3 separate regions of the Zea mays genome follow, and all the other regions are linked to region 2. The links are chromatin contacts, called in public Hi-C maps. All regions are on one chromosome and are shown on one strand. The core of a region is the stretch at or near the end of the contact, and the rest is flanking DNA. Distances in the headings are between cores, read along the strand shown. Region 1 holds the start of LOC103650157 (cytochrome P450 709B2). Region 2 holds the start of LOC606413 (protein disulfide isomerase 6). Region 3 has its middle 19 kb from the start of LOC103650156.

Evidence for each region. Hi-C and Micro-C count contacts between places; a contact is called where the count stands out from the background.
Region 1: a Hi-C map of leaf shows a contact between it and region 2, with 8 times the contacts expected there. The contact joins the promoter of LOC103650157 here to the promoter of LOC606413 in region 2. A contact is called at or near these places in 2 of 25 Hi-C or Micro-C datasets (both in leaf).
Region 3: a Hi-C map of leaf shows a contact between it and region 2, with 3 times the contacts expected there. The contact joins the enhancer-like site here to the promoter of LOC606413 in region 2. A contact is called at or near these places in 2 of 25 Hi-C or Micro-C datasets (endosperm and leaf).

Annotation. Positions count from the first base shown.
Region 1 is chr3:64,876,854-64,881,392 of Zm-B73-REFERENCE-NAM-5.0, reverse strand. It overlaps LOC103650157 (cytochrome P450 709B2), which reads left to right and starts at 1,864. Exons shown (of 5, transcript XM_008675805.3): 1 at 1,864-2,190; 2 at 2,287-2,510; 3 at 2,626-2,879; 4 at 2,967-3,345; 5 at 3,418-4,067. The coding sequence starts at 1,911. The coding sequence ends at 3,852.
Region 2 is chr3:65,053,788-65,057,864 of Zm-B73-REFERENCE-NAM-5.0, reverse strand. It overlaps LOC606413 (protein disulfide isomerase 6), which reads right to left and starts at 1,771. Exons shown (of 11, transcript NM_001112288.2): 1 at 1,495-1,771; 2 at 817-901; 3 at 514-611; 4 at 373-428; 5 at 44-161. The coding sequence starts at 1,670. It overlaps LOC103650159, which reads left to right and starts at 1,861. Exons shown (of 5, transcript XM_035966223.1): 1 at 1,861-2,335; 2 at 2,466-3,050; 3 at 3,155-4,077.
Region 3 is chr3:64,819,299-64,823,504 of Zm-B73-REFERENCE-NAM-5.0, reverse strand. No RefSeq gene overlaps it. Among protein-coding and RNA genes, the nearest start is that of LOC103650156, 19 kb to the right of the region's middle. Within about 2 kb of position 1,339, at least 15 of the 20 cell types and tissues checked have an H3K27ac peak or open chromatin away from gene starts, as enhancers often do. A contact at or near this core is called in leaf, where this site is marked.

The sequences.
Region 1 (4,539 bases), core at 615-3,114, 180 kb after region 2:
TTTCATCAAACACAACGTCACATGAGACTTCAACTAGTCCAGTGGACTTGTTAAAGACCCTATATGCCCTTGTGTTTGAGTCATAACCAAGTAAAAAGCCTTCTACAGTCTTAGGAGCAAATTTAGATTTTCTACCTCTTTTAACAAGAATAAAGCATTTGCTACCAAAAACTCTAAAATATGAAATATTGGGCTTTTTACCGGTTAGGAGTTCATAAGATGTCTTCTTGAGGATTCGGTGTAGATATAACCGGTTGATGGCGTAGCAAGCGGTATTGACCACCTCGGCCCAAAACCGATCCGAAGTCTTGTACTCATCAAGCATGGTCCTTGCCATGTCCAATAGAGTTCGATTCTTCCTCTCCACTACACCATTTTGTTGTGGCGTGTAGGGAGAGGAGAACTCATGCTTGATGCCCTCCTCCTCAAGAAAACCTTCAATTTGTGAGTTCTTGAACTCCGTCCCGTTGTCGCTTCTTATTTTCTTGATCCTTAATCCGAACTCATTTTGAGCCCGTCTCAAGAATCCCTTTAAGGTCTCTTGGGTTTGAGATTTTTCCTGTAAAAAGAATACCCAAGTGAAGCGAGAATAATCATCCACAATAACAAGACAGTACTTACTCCCGCCGATGCTTATGTAAGCGATCGGGCCGAATAGATCCATGTGCAGGAGCTCCAGTGGCCTGTCGGTCGTCATTATGTTCTTATGCGGATGATGAGAGCCAACTTGCTTCCCTGCTTGGCATGCGCTACAAATCCTGTCTTTCTCAAAATGAACATTTGTTAATCCTAAAATGTGTTCTCCCTTTAGAAGCTTGTGAACCTTTTACACCTGTATAATCTATACACTTGGGCAAACTAGTTAGTCCAATTATTTGTGTTGGGCAATTCAACCACCAAAATTAATTAGGGACTAGGTGTAAGCCTAATTCCCTTTCAGATGTGAAGGGCTGTAAAAGATAACGTTTATATCCGGTATGTACAGAATATTTTTCCCTTCACTGAAAAAAGTTCTTTGCATACCGGATGTAAAGAATCTCTTTTACAGTCCCTCACATATACCAACTGCTGGTCCATATAAATAGAAGAAAAACAAATTACTAAAGGATTATTTTGTAAATATTGATCTGTGTTTGTGGGCCTCCGAGTGGTGGATGTGAAGGGCTGTAAAATATAACGTTTATATCCGGTATGTACAGAATATTTTTCCCTTCACTGAAAAAAATTCTTTGCATACCGGATGTAAAGAATCTCTTTTACAGTCCCTCACATATACCAACTGCTGGTCCATATAAATAGAAGAAAAACAAATTACTAAAGGATTATTTTGTAAATATTGATCTGTGTTTGTGGGCCTCCGAGTGGTGGATGTGAAGGGCTGTAAAAGATAACGTTTATATTCGATATGTACAGAATATTTTTCCCTTCACTGAAAAAAGTTCTTTGCATAACGGATGTAAAGAATCTCTTTTACAGTCCCTCACTACCAACTGCTGGTCCATATAAATAGAAGAAAAACAAATTACTAAAGGATTATTTTGTAAATATTGATCTGTGTTTGTGGGCCTCCGAGTGGTGGATGTGAAGGGCTGTAAAAGATAACGTTTATATCCGGTATGTACAGAATATTTTTTCCTTCACTAAAAAAATTCTTTGCATACCGGATGTAAAGAATCTCTTTTACAGTCCCTCATATATACTAACTGCTGGTCCATATAAATAGAAGAAAAACAAATTACTAAAGGATTATTTTGTAAATATTGATATGTGTTTGTGGGTCTCCGAGTGGTGGATGTGAAGGGCCGTAAAAGATAACATTTATATCCGGTATAATATTTTTCCCTGTTCAGCTCATTCATATAAGTACACAGATAGCCACACAAGCAAACGCATCGATAAAGAAAAAAAAAATGGATGCTTTCATGGGGTCAGTGCTGGGTGCCCTCCTGGCCGTGCTCGCCTCCACGCTGCTGATCGGAGCGCTGTTCTTTCTGGTGTGGAAGCCCTACGTCGTCACCCGGTGGTTTCGGGGCCAGGGCATCGGGGGCCCAAGCTACAGGTTCCTCGTCGGCTCCCTGCCGGAGATCAAGCGGATGAAAGCCGCCGGCAGCAAGATCACACTCGACGTCGGCTCCCATGACTTCGTCCCCATCGTGCAGCCGCAGTACCGTAGATGGGTATCCGATTACGGTATGCACAGCGTCTAAATTAGCACGGGTGGCCTTCGTCTGGAGAATCGAATCGAATGATGTATGTTTCTGACAGAATGACTACCGTTCACTGCAGGGAAGACATTTCTGTACTGGTTCGGCGCGGTGCCGACCATCTGCGTCGCCGAGGTGGGCCTGGTGAAGCAGGTGCTCGCGGAGAGGACAGGCCTGTTCCCCAAGGACTACATGAACGACAGCATGGAGGTACTCCTTGGCAAGGGTCTCGTTCTCGCCAACGGCGAAGACTGGAAACGCCACCGCGAGGTGGTGCACCCGGCCTTCAAGCCCGACAAGCTCAAGGTCAGCCTGATATGATGTCTGAGACCAAGCATACCACCCTGATCCCACTGCATATGCAAATACAATGTGATCATTAAATTAATTACTGCGTCATTGTCATGTCGCATGTATGCAGACGATGTCGGTGGTCATGGCCGACCTGGTGCAGCGGATGATGCAGCAATGGCGATCTCAGATACAGCGGGCCAGCAACCATGAGGCTGAAATTGAACTCAGCAGCGAGTTCTCGGAGCTGACTTCAGATGTCATCGCGCACACGGCCTTCGGTACCAGCTACAAGGAGGGTAAGGAGGTGTTCGTCGCGCAGAAGGAGCTCCAAGAACTCACATTCTCGACATGGCTTGATATCCCTGCTCCTGCTTGTCTAAGGTTATTCAACTAATCGCTTCTTTGCATAAAGGCAATGGAATACTCAATAATCGAAATTCATTTGCATACATACGTATATGCATGAAGGAAACTGAAATTGCCAACTAGCAAGAGCAGCCGACGAGTTGAAGAGCTGGACAAGAAGGTGAGGAGCATGCTCATGGCGATAATCGAAGGGCGCCTTGCCGCGAGGGGCACCAGTGGATACGGCAACGATCTGCTCGGCCTGATGCTCCAAGCGCGCGCTCTGGAGCAAGAAGGGCACCAGATGCTCACCACGGAGGAGATCGTGGACGAGTGCAAGACCTTCATCTTCGCTGGGCAGGACACCACCTCGCACCTCCTCACCTGGACCATGTTCCTGCTTAGCAGGTACTCTGAGTGGCAACACAGGCTGAGGGAGGAGGTGCTGAGAGAGTGTGGCGATGCAGTGCCAAATCCGGACACAGTCACCAAGCTCAAACTGGTAAACCTAGCATATCCCCCTCCCGCCAGAAATTTGGAACCGGTCAATGTATTGATATCCATTGCCGTTCAGGTTAACATGGTTCTTCTCGAGTCATTGAGGCTCTACAGCCCCGTGGTGTTCATAAGAAGGGCCGTAGGCTCAGACATCCTGCTCCGCAGCACGAGGGTGCCCAAGGGAACAATGCTGTCGATACCAATTGCATTGCTGCACAGGGACAAGGATGTCTGGGGCCAAGATGCTGACGAGTTCAACCCTGACAGGTTCGAGCATGGCGTGTCCAATGCCGCTGCCAAACACCCCAATGCCCTGCTGTCCTTCTCCCAGGGGCCTAGGGCTTGCATCGGCCAGAACTTCGCGATGCTTGAGGCCCGTATCGGGATCGCCATGATCCTTCAGAGGTTCTCGTTTGAGCTCTCGCCAAACTATGTCCATGCACCCAAGGAAGCGGTCACCCTTATGCCCAGGTTCGGGCTTCCCATCATCCTGAGGAACCTTCACGATTGAGATGTGCTACCATAAATATATATACGCACTGCCACTTCCTTTTGCCCGAGGTTTGTCACACTAAACAAACACTTGTGGGTATTTGGTATGTCATTATGTGATGCTGTTGTATTTTTTTACTTTATTTACGGTTTGCTTTAGTTTCTTACGCAGAATGTAATGAATAAAAACTTGTCAGGGAGATTACCTGCAATAATTATAGTTGTGTTCCTACACTATAGCAGCATCGTACAAAGAAGACATACTGAATGATCGTACAAAGAAAACATACTAGAGAAGTGCGAATTGGAGACAATATTTTTTTTTCACCACGACAATTGTCGGGTACCCGAAAAACCGGGTAATTAAAGAAGGCTCAAAGGCCTCCCAAAGACGGCCCACGAACCGGACGACACACCTGCCACACAGCTCGACATGGAGGTCCAAAAGGCCTCCCGGGGACGGCCCGCCAAGACGATCAGCCCGTCTACCGAACAAATATCCACCGAACAACCCAACGAGGTAGGACTGTCGAGCAACCCAATGAGGCGGGGCTGCCGAGCAACCAGCCCGCCAAGCAACACAGCAAGGTGGGACTGCCAGCCAACCTGCCCACGGAGTAACTCAGCAAGACAACAGACAACTCTCAGGTGAACATCCCTACTAAAAAGGAAGAGCCAAACTAGTACTATCGAGCCATGTCGGCAC
Region 2 (4,077 bases), core at 522-3,021:
CAAAAGATAATGGCGAAGTTCTTAACAAAACCCAGTAACCTACCATGGGGCATAGAACTCAACAAGGACATCTTTGGTTTCATCAAGGACAATTGAGTCAAAGGTCTCTGGGGTGAGAACCACAACACTTGAAGGAATGGTTGCCAGCTTTACATTTGTGCCTGAAAAATCCAGAATCCAATGAATTTAGACATTGATTAATGGAGAAATATGATTACTGCGATAATGCATAACTTTGTTATTTTTTTGTGAAAACTTGAAATGTAGTCTGTGACATTCTTATATACAATAAGCACATTGAATATAAAAAAGTGAAGCTGCTTGGTAAAGCAACAGATTCACAGTATTACAGAGAACATGTTAAATTCCCACCTCCTTCAGTATTGAGAAATTCAGCAAGGGCTTCTGCAGTGCGTTGTCCTTCATACCTAATTTGCCAAAGGAATTTCTGTCAGAATTCACAGAACTTGGTAAACAAAGGATATGGAAAAATTTAAACACGCGCTCCCTCACTTTTTGGGCTCCAAGGATCCTTTCGGGAACCATTGGATTGTTGGATACCCGGAAACTCCATACTTGCTGCACAAACTCTTGTGCTCATCACAATCAACCTAAAAAAAGAAACCAGATTTTAAGATAAGTGAATGATTTTATGAAACCGCAAAAAGTGCAGAAGAAATGTCATAGCCATGTGTCAATAATTTTCTTATCTCACATAGTGGAATAAAAGGACATATAATATCTAAGTAATGCTGAGAGATTCATCAGGTAGAGAACCAATTTAATTCTTCATGTGTATGACAGATATACATATACCTTAGCAATCAAGACAGATTTAGCTTTCTTAAAACTTGCACCAAGTCTTTCATACTCAGGAGCAAGCTTCTTGCAGTGACCACACCTAAACAAACAAATCAAGCAGATGATTAAAACCAGAATTTATGAAACGTTGACCTGCTGATGCAGAGAAATAATAAATTCCAAGTACAGTTCTATGTTACTGAATTCCAGGGTATTATACTATTGCAGAAGATAAAACTGCAGAGGTTAAAAGTGCACGGTCAAACGAGAGATCCCACTTGTTTTGTATACCCAAGCCTACACACTAGAAGATGAATCTGTGATCTACAACATTTTTACACGTGGGAGACAAACGGCCAAATATTAAGACAGTTCAAGTGCATATATGCCACCAGTCTGCCAAGCCTATAAAATGATCAATTCACTACGTGAATTAAAATATCCATCCATAACGATCTTATTTCTAGCGGATCCCACAACTGATTGAAAAAAATACAGGAAAACACGATTTCTACCCACAATTGGATCAGCTCGAGAACTACCGCCCCATCCATGTCCGCAAATATCCAAATTTCGGGACCTACTGCGGTACCAGTAACCCCAACCACAGTCCACAGATCTAGTCCCGCATTCCCGTACGATCTATCGAAATACAATCCAGCGTGGTAGAGAACAAAGGGAGCGAGCTCAAACCAGGGGGCGTAGAACTCGACGAGGGCGCCGCGGTCCTTTCCGACCTCCTTCTCGAACGTGGATTCGGTAAGGGCCACCACGTCGTCGCCGTCCGCAAGCGCAGCTGGGGCGGCGGCGAAGGCGGCGGCCAGGAGAAGGATGGCCAGGAATATGCGTGAGATCTGGGAGATCGCCATGGCTGGGTCTCTGGGAAGCAGACGAAGGGAAGTCTTCTGCTACTTCGTCCCCACTTGTGTCCTTTTATATAAACCAGAAATAATCTCCATATAAATAAATCAGAAATACACTACAGCTTTTTAAACGTGCAACCTTACCTTGTTTTAGGTTGTCACATGCCCGTGATTTCGTGCGTGTGAGTGGTATCTCACTCGACCATATTGTTTTCTCTTTCCTTTTTAATCACACTAACATATGGTGCCACTCGAACATACGGTAGATTAGACTAACACTACAAGTATGAAGAAAAAGAGGTCGACAACGATGGTGTTGAGCACCAAGCGTACGAACTGTGTTCGGCTAGGCGGCGCCTAGGCGCTAATCGGTGGGCTGCCGCGTAGCCTAGGGCGTTGTGCGCTGTTTAGGCGGGCGCATCGCCTAGGCGGCGCTCAGCCGCGCCTCCGTGGCGACTTTGCGGCGCGCAGGCGCCGTAGGCGGGCGGCGGGAGCGCGCGGCGTTTTTTTAGCGGAAGCGCGCAGGATTTTTAGCAGGAGCGCGTGCCGGGCCGACCTGCTCCCGCGTGGGAAAATCCATGCGCTGCTCCCGCTCGGCCTCCCTCCTCCACACGCGAACTTGGCCTCCGGCTACTCCCCCGCCGGCTGCTCCCCTTCCTGCTCCCCCGCCGGTGAGTTCTCCTCCCCCGACGGCTGCTCCCCTCCCTGCTCATCCCCCTCCTCCAGCCGCTCCCCTGCTAACCGCCTCCCCTGCTTTCCTCCCCTGCTAACTTGGCCTCCCTACTTTCCTACTTGTACAAGAGAAATGATAGCCTGCGGTGTACAAGTGAAAGGATTAAGGATGTCATCAGAAACTGCAGCTGCACCTTCTGAAACTGAAGCAGCTAGAGCGAATCTCCTAAAAAGAAATTCAGATGATGTTGGATGGGAATATGGTGTTCTGGTTGATGCTAACAACAAAGACAAGGTGAAGTGTAAGTTCTGTGACAAGGAGATGAGGGGAGGGATTTATAGGTTGAAGGAGCATCTTGCCCATGTTGGAAAGAATGTGAAGAAATGCACGTCTGCAACACCGCAAGCTCTAGAGGCTAAAGAGAAGTGCAAGAAAGCAATAGAGGCTGCAAAAAAGGAAGAGGGAGGAGAAGACTGTTCGTGAGCTAGAACTTGGAGAGGAAGTGAATGTATCTAGGGTTGGAGAGGAGTTAGAAGAAGTCACTTGTGTTGGAAGCTCACAACCTCACAAATTAGGGCCAATTGACAAATGGACACGTGCTATTGATCCTACTAAGGCTGATTCTTTCAAACAACAGCAGCTGAACAAGGAACTGTGGAAAGAAAGAGAGCATGAGGTGTACAAGTTTATTGCAAGATGGGCCTATAATCGTGGTAAATTGCTAGTATACTATGCTGTTTTCACATTTTAAAATTCATTATTTGCTGTTATTCATGAACTGGACACTAATTAGACTTCATTTTTTAATCATTGGCAGGAATACCTTTCAATGCATGTGACAATGATGAGTTCAAGCAAATGTGTGAAGCAATTGGACAATTTGGACCAGGACTTACACCTCCAACTCAAGATGCCTTTCGAGGTAGTTTGCTGGAAGAAGAATATGAAAGAACCAAGTGTTTGCTGCAGGAACGTGAAGCCGAGAAGATGAAAAATGGGTGCTCTATTATGACCGATGCTTGGTCAGATAGGAAGAGGAGAAGCATAATGAATATATGCACTAATTGTGCTGATGGAACCTCCTTCATTAGCTCAAAAGAGATGTCAGATGTGTCACACACAAGTGAAGTCATTTTTGAATTAGTGGACAAAGCAATTGAAGACATTGGTGAAGAAAATGTGGTGCAAGTAGTCACTGACAATGCCTCTAACAACATGGGAGCAAAGAAGCTATTGCTTGTGAAAAGACCACAAATATTTTGGACCTCTTGTGCAGCTCACACAATCAACTTGATGCTCCAAGGAATTGGCAACTTGCCTCGGTTCAGGAAAGTGATTGACCAAACAAAGTCATTTACCATATTTGTGTATGACCACACAAGAACATTGGAGTGCTTGAGATACTTCACAGAGGGGAAAGAGCTAGTGAGGCCAGGAGTGACTAGGTTTGCTTCATACTTTCTCACTTTGAACAGCATGCAAGAGAAGAAGGACCAATTAAGGAAGATGGTGGTTCATAGCAGGTGGGACTCATTAAAGGATGTGAAATCAAAGAAAGGAAAAAAGGCCACAGCTACTATATTGAGTCCAGCCTTTTGGAAGGATGTGAAGCTAATGTTGGCTGTTTTTGAGCCATTGGTCAAAGTCCTCCGTTTGGTTGATGGGGATGTGAAGCCATCCATGGGTTTCTTTTATGGAGAGCTACTAAAGGCAAAGAGAGAGGTCAAAGAGGCCTTTGGC
Region 3 (4,206 bases), core at 90-2,589, 230 kb after region 2:
AATTTAGTTCCATACTTTAATCATGCGAGAGTCCTCAGCTGCTCATGACCGCGAGCACGGCTAGTATACTAGTTTTACACTCTGCAGAGGTTGTACCCTGTACCCACTAGTCATGTTACCCATCTGCAAGGGATCGCGACTCCCATACACCTCTACCAAGAAAGCGAGGCACAGTAACACTATGAGGCCTTTACAAAGTTCCACTAGCTTCAGAAAACCCGCTACAGTTTCTAGGAAGAGCAATGCAGGAATCCCCCGTCTGACCGCCAACGTAGCAAAATCAACCCAGGAACCTCCCTACACGCCTACTCCCCTACTGCCCTTGCCCATATCAGGTAAGGTAGTCCTCCACTAGATTTCCTAGTTAGTCAGCCAAGGGCGTCCAATTCCACCCTTGTGGTGGCACGTGTTTCTCAAGTTAAGCTCCATGTTCCAATTAAAAATAATGATCTTGACATGAATAATAAAATAACAAAATAATTGAAACATAGACATAATGTAATAATAATCCCAAAACCATATAGAACAATAGCAAAACTACCCAAATGATTCAGGGGTGAACAAGGTAAAAGGATAACCAGTCTAGGGTTACCTATTGGGTCCCATCAAAATTATACCAATGCAGGAATAAATGATAATAAAGAACATTATTGGGTAATAAAAGTGGTTAAGGGCACAACTTGTCTTCAATGAGCTCCTGCTCAACAGCTTCTACCTGCTGAACTCCGGGATCCTCAACCACTGGCTCTTCTACTCGCCACAATACAAACAAGCATAGTATAAAAAGGAAATTAACATCACACTAAACATGTATACAAAGTACATATTAATAATCTACATATTGAAATAAGATCATAGGAACATGAATCATTAATTTTGGAGTTATGGAATTTAAGTTATGAATTTCCAAATGTTCTATGTATTTGATACAAGATTAATTAAGAGATAAATTTTAATACAATTTTCATGTCAAAAGAGACACTATGTGATGCACAATATTATTACAAAATTATAGAAACTAGATTAGACAAATTTGGACTTAATATGAATTTTCTATGGATTAAACAAATTCTAGCAATTATTTTTACATTAAAAATACATTTCCATATTTATTTATCCAATTTATCTGTTCTCTGGACTGCGCGTCAATTTCTGAAAAGTGCAGGGGCTTCCTTGTAAGTATCCCGAGACTCAGTGAACACCGGCGATGGACGACCGGTTTGTTTCCCTAAAACATAGGGTTCTATTTGTAAAGTCAGCGATCCGAAGGGGTATCAGCCAAGATGGACCACCCAATCAATTTTCTACGGTTAAGATTAGATTCTAATTTCATCGAATCGATACGCAATAGTAACCACCGGATCGGAAACCAACGGTGTCGATCACATCTCATTTCATAACTGTGCTAATCCATCCGATCGCTGATCAGCAGTTTAGATTTGGTATCCGACCAATTAATTTGGACCCTTCATCCCAATACGGATGGCATAGGAGCCGTACTCCCCCACGACGCCCAACACGGCGACGCTGCCAGCTAGTGCGGCAAAATCCTAGTTTGAATCACGCTACGCTACGCCGAGAGGAAAAAGAACAAACTGGTACTCAACTTACTTCGGTTCACGGTGAAGATCCCCCCTGTCCACGAGGCAGCGCGGATCCGTGGCAGGTCTTCAACCACGGCGAGAATTCCGCCCGCTACGACCGGTTTCACCGCCCGCCTACGGTTTGCGCACCCTCGGTAAGATTGGGCGAAGATCCTGATATCCTAATTCGGACCCAATTGGGATCGGCAACGAGCTGATGGCTCCACGGCGACCCGCTTCTCCCCTTACTCACTTCTCATAGTAATGGCAGCGACGATTTGGTTCCTGCGCTCACGCACGAAGGTAGTGGAGGGAAGGAAAGGGGGCGCAACATATAGGAACGTGGCGGACAAGGTCACACAACGTGCTCCGGGGTTCGCGGCGCACTCCGCCATGGCCGGAGCTCCGTTGAGGCGAAGTCGCGGAACGGTTGAGGCGGCTGACTAACAGACCCCACTTTTCGGCGAAACGCGGAGAGCGCGCGTGATGGCTAGTTGGGTCCCACTCGTCAGCGTGACGGCGCGCGCGGGGAAAGGGATCCTGGGCCGCACGGGGAATGAACGTTAGTGGGCCGAGTGAACAGAAGCTGGCCTAGGCACGTTTTCTCTTTTTTTTTCTTTTTTCTTTTCTAATTTCTTTTTATTTTCAAATTCATAATTTGAATTCCCATTCAAATTCAAACTTTGTGGTAAATTTGTTTTATCATTAAATATTCATCTTAGACATGATATGAGTGAATTTATCTATTTTTAATATTTATTTCATGATAACTTGTGCTCTCTTTCTGTAATTCTAGAATCCCAATTTAAGTCTTAAATTCTAATTTGGGTACTAATATATTTCTATTTACATTATTTTTATATTGTCACCGAATGCACACAATAAAACCCCAGCATGATGCACATATTGTTTTAGGTGTCATTAGCTATTTATTAACTTTAAAGGTGGTTTTTCATATGCTCCATTAAATAGAGGCAAGACACTCAAGAAATTCATCTACTATCATATGATTTATAAATTTGGGTATTACAGTATAATACAAGTTCTCATTGTAACATCTACCCTTGAGCTATAAAAGGGCAAGACAACCCCATCCAAAGACATCCGACGGCTTCACACAAGCATCCAACTGTAACACACTCCGAGCAATACTACTGTCAGCACTGCACTGGACTAGGGTTCCGGCCTGAACTAGTATAACCCTTTCGCGCTCAGATCCACTTTTGAGCCTCCGTAACTTACCATTCGGAGCGAGTCCGCGCTAACACTCCTGCCGAACACAAATTTTATTGTCCCGTGGGTTCAGAAACCACAACAACAATCTTGTCTTGTTTTCCAATACTGTGTCCAAACATCCAAAAGTTCAAAATACACAAGATAGTACTTAAGCATCAACTAATGACTAGATATTCTTGCAAATGATCGATGAACACAACAGATTTCTCAAAATAGCCATAAATGAGTTTGTGAGGAAAATTCTCCAAAGTCGGGAAAATGAGCTTTTAATATTAATGGAGATGAAGAAAACGCTCAAACTAAAAACTTCTCATTAGCCAATGATTATATGTTTTGAAAAAGTTCGTGATGCATACATGAGTCCAACAAAACAAATGAATTGCAAGACAGAAATTGAAGATCCGGAAGTTACCAAAACAATGCCCAGTTTCTAGCAGCCCGAATCAAGGTTCTAAAATTCAAAATCAATCCAAACGAATTCCGAGTGACCTTCACAAGTAAGTTTGAAAGATGTCCACAAAATTTGAGATAAAAAGATTGAAACTTAAAAAGTCATATTGAAACATACGAATTTGAATCAAGGTTTTCTCAAAATGGTTTAAGGGATTAGAAAATTTTTCTCAAGGTGGATCGTTCCATATATACCACTTGCCATTGATCCTATGAGGTCCTAGAATGTCATTTCTATCTAATGAACCCAATAACTCAAAATCATAATAGGTCGCAGACGCAACTTCCCAGTACATATCAAAAGTCATTTGTGATTTTATATCATGCATGCCCTCTATATGTTTTAATAAATTGTGTATTATATGTCATGCATTATGCCAAACAATCTCAAGGTTCACTATTAAATGGATTCTACATTTATGAGTACCTCAGAGGGTACGACAAATTTAGCAATGGCTATAAACAACTACGAATTAACAAGACTAGGGGCAAAAGGACCGAGTCGCCTAGGATCAAATATCAAGAATCATAATTGGCATTTATGGATTTGTCATGCATACATGTGTGCACCCAAAAGGAAGGTTCTTCAAATATGACTATGAGAGGGAACGTATGTTTGACGAGAAATAAGGGAATACAAAAAAACTAGGAGAAGCTACAGTTAAGGGATTACAAGATGATAATGGTTTTTTATTAGAAAATAGCACACTATATAAAATATTTGAAGTATTAGTACCACATAAAGTTATATACAAGATATATAAGTTGTATTGTTGGTGTTATGATGATAACGAGACACGAATATAATATATTGTATATGTTTAATTTTTGAAAACCCAATTTGAATTTAAATCTAAATTCGAAAAATGGTGGGAAACTATTTTAAAATTTACAAAATGGTTAAAAGGAGACGGGTAGGTTAATTATGGCCACCTCG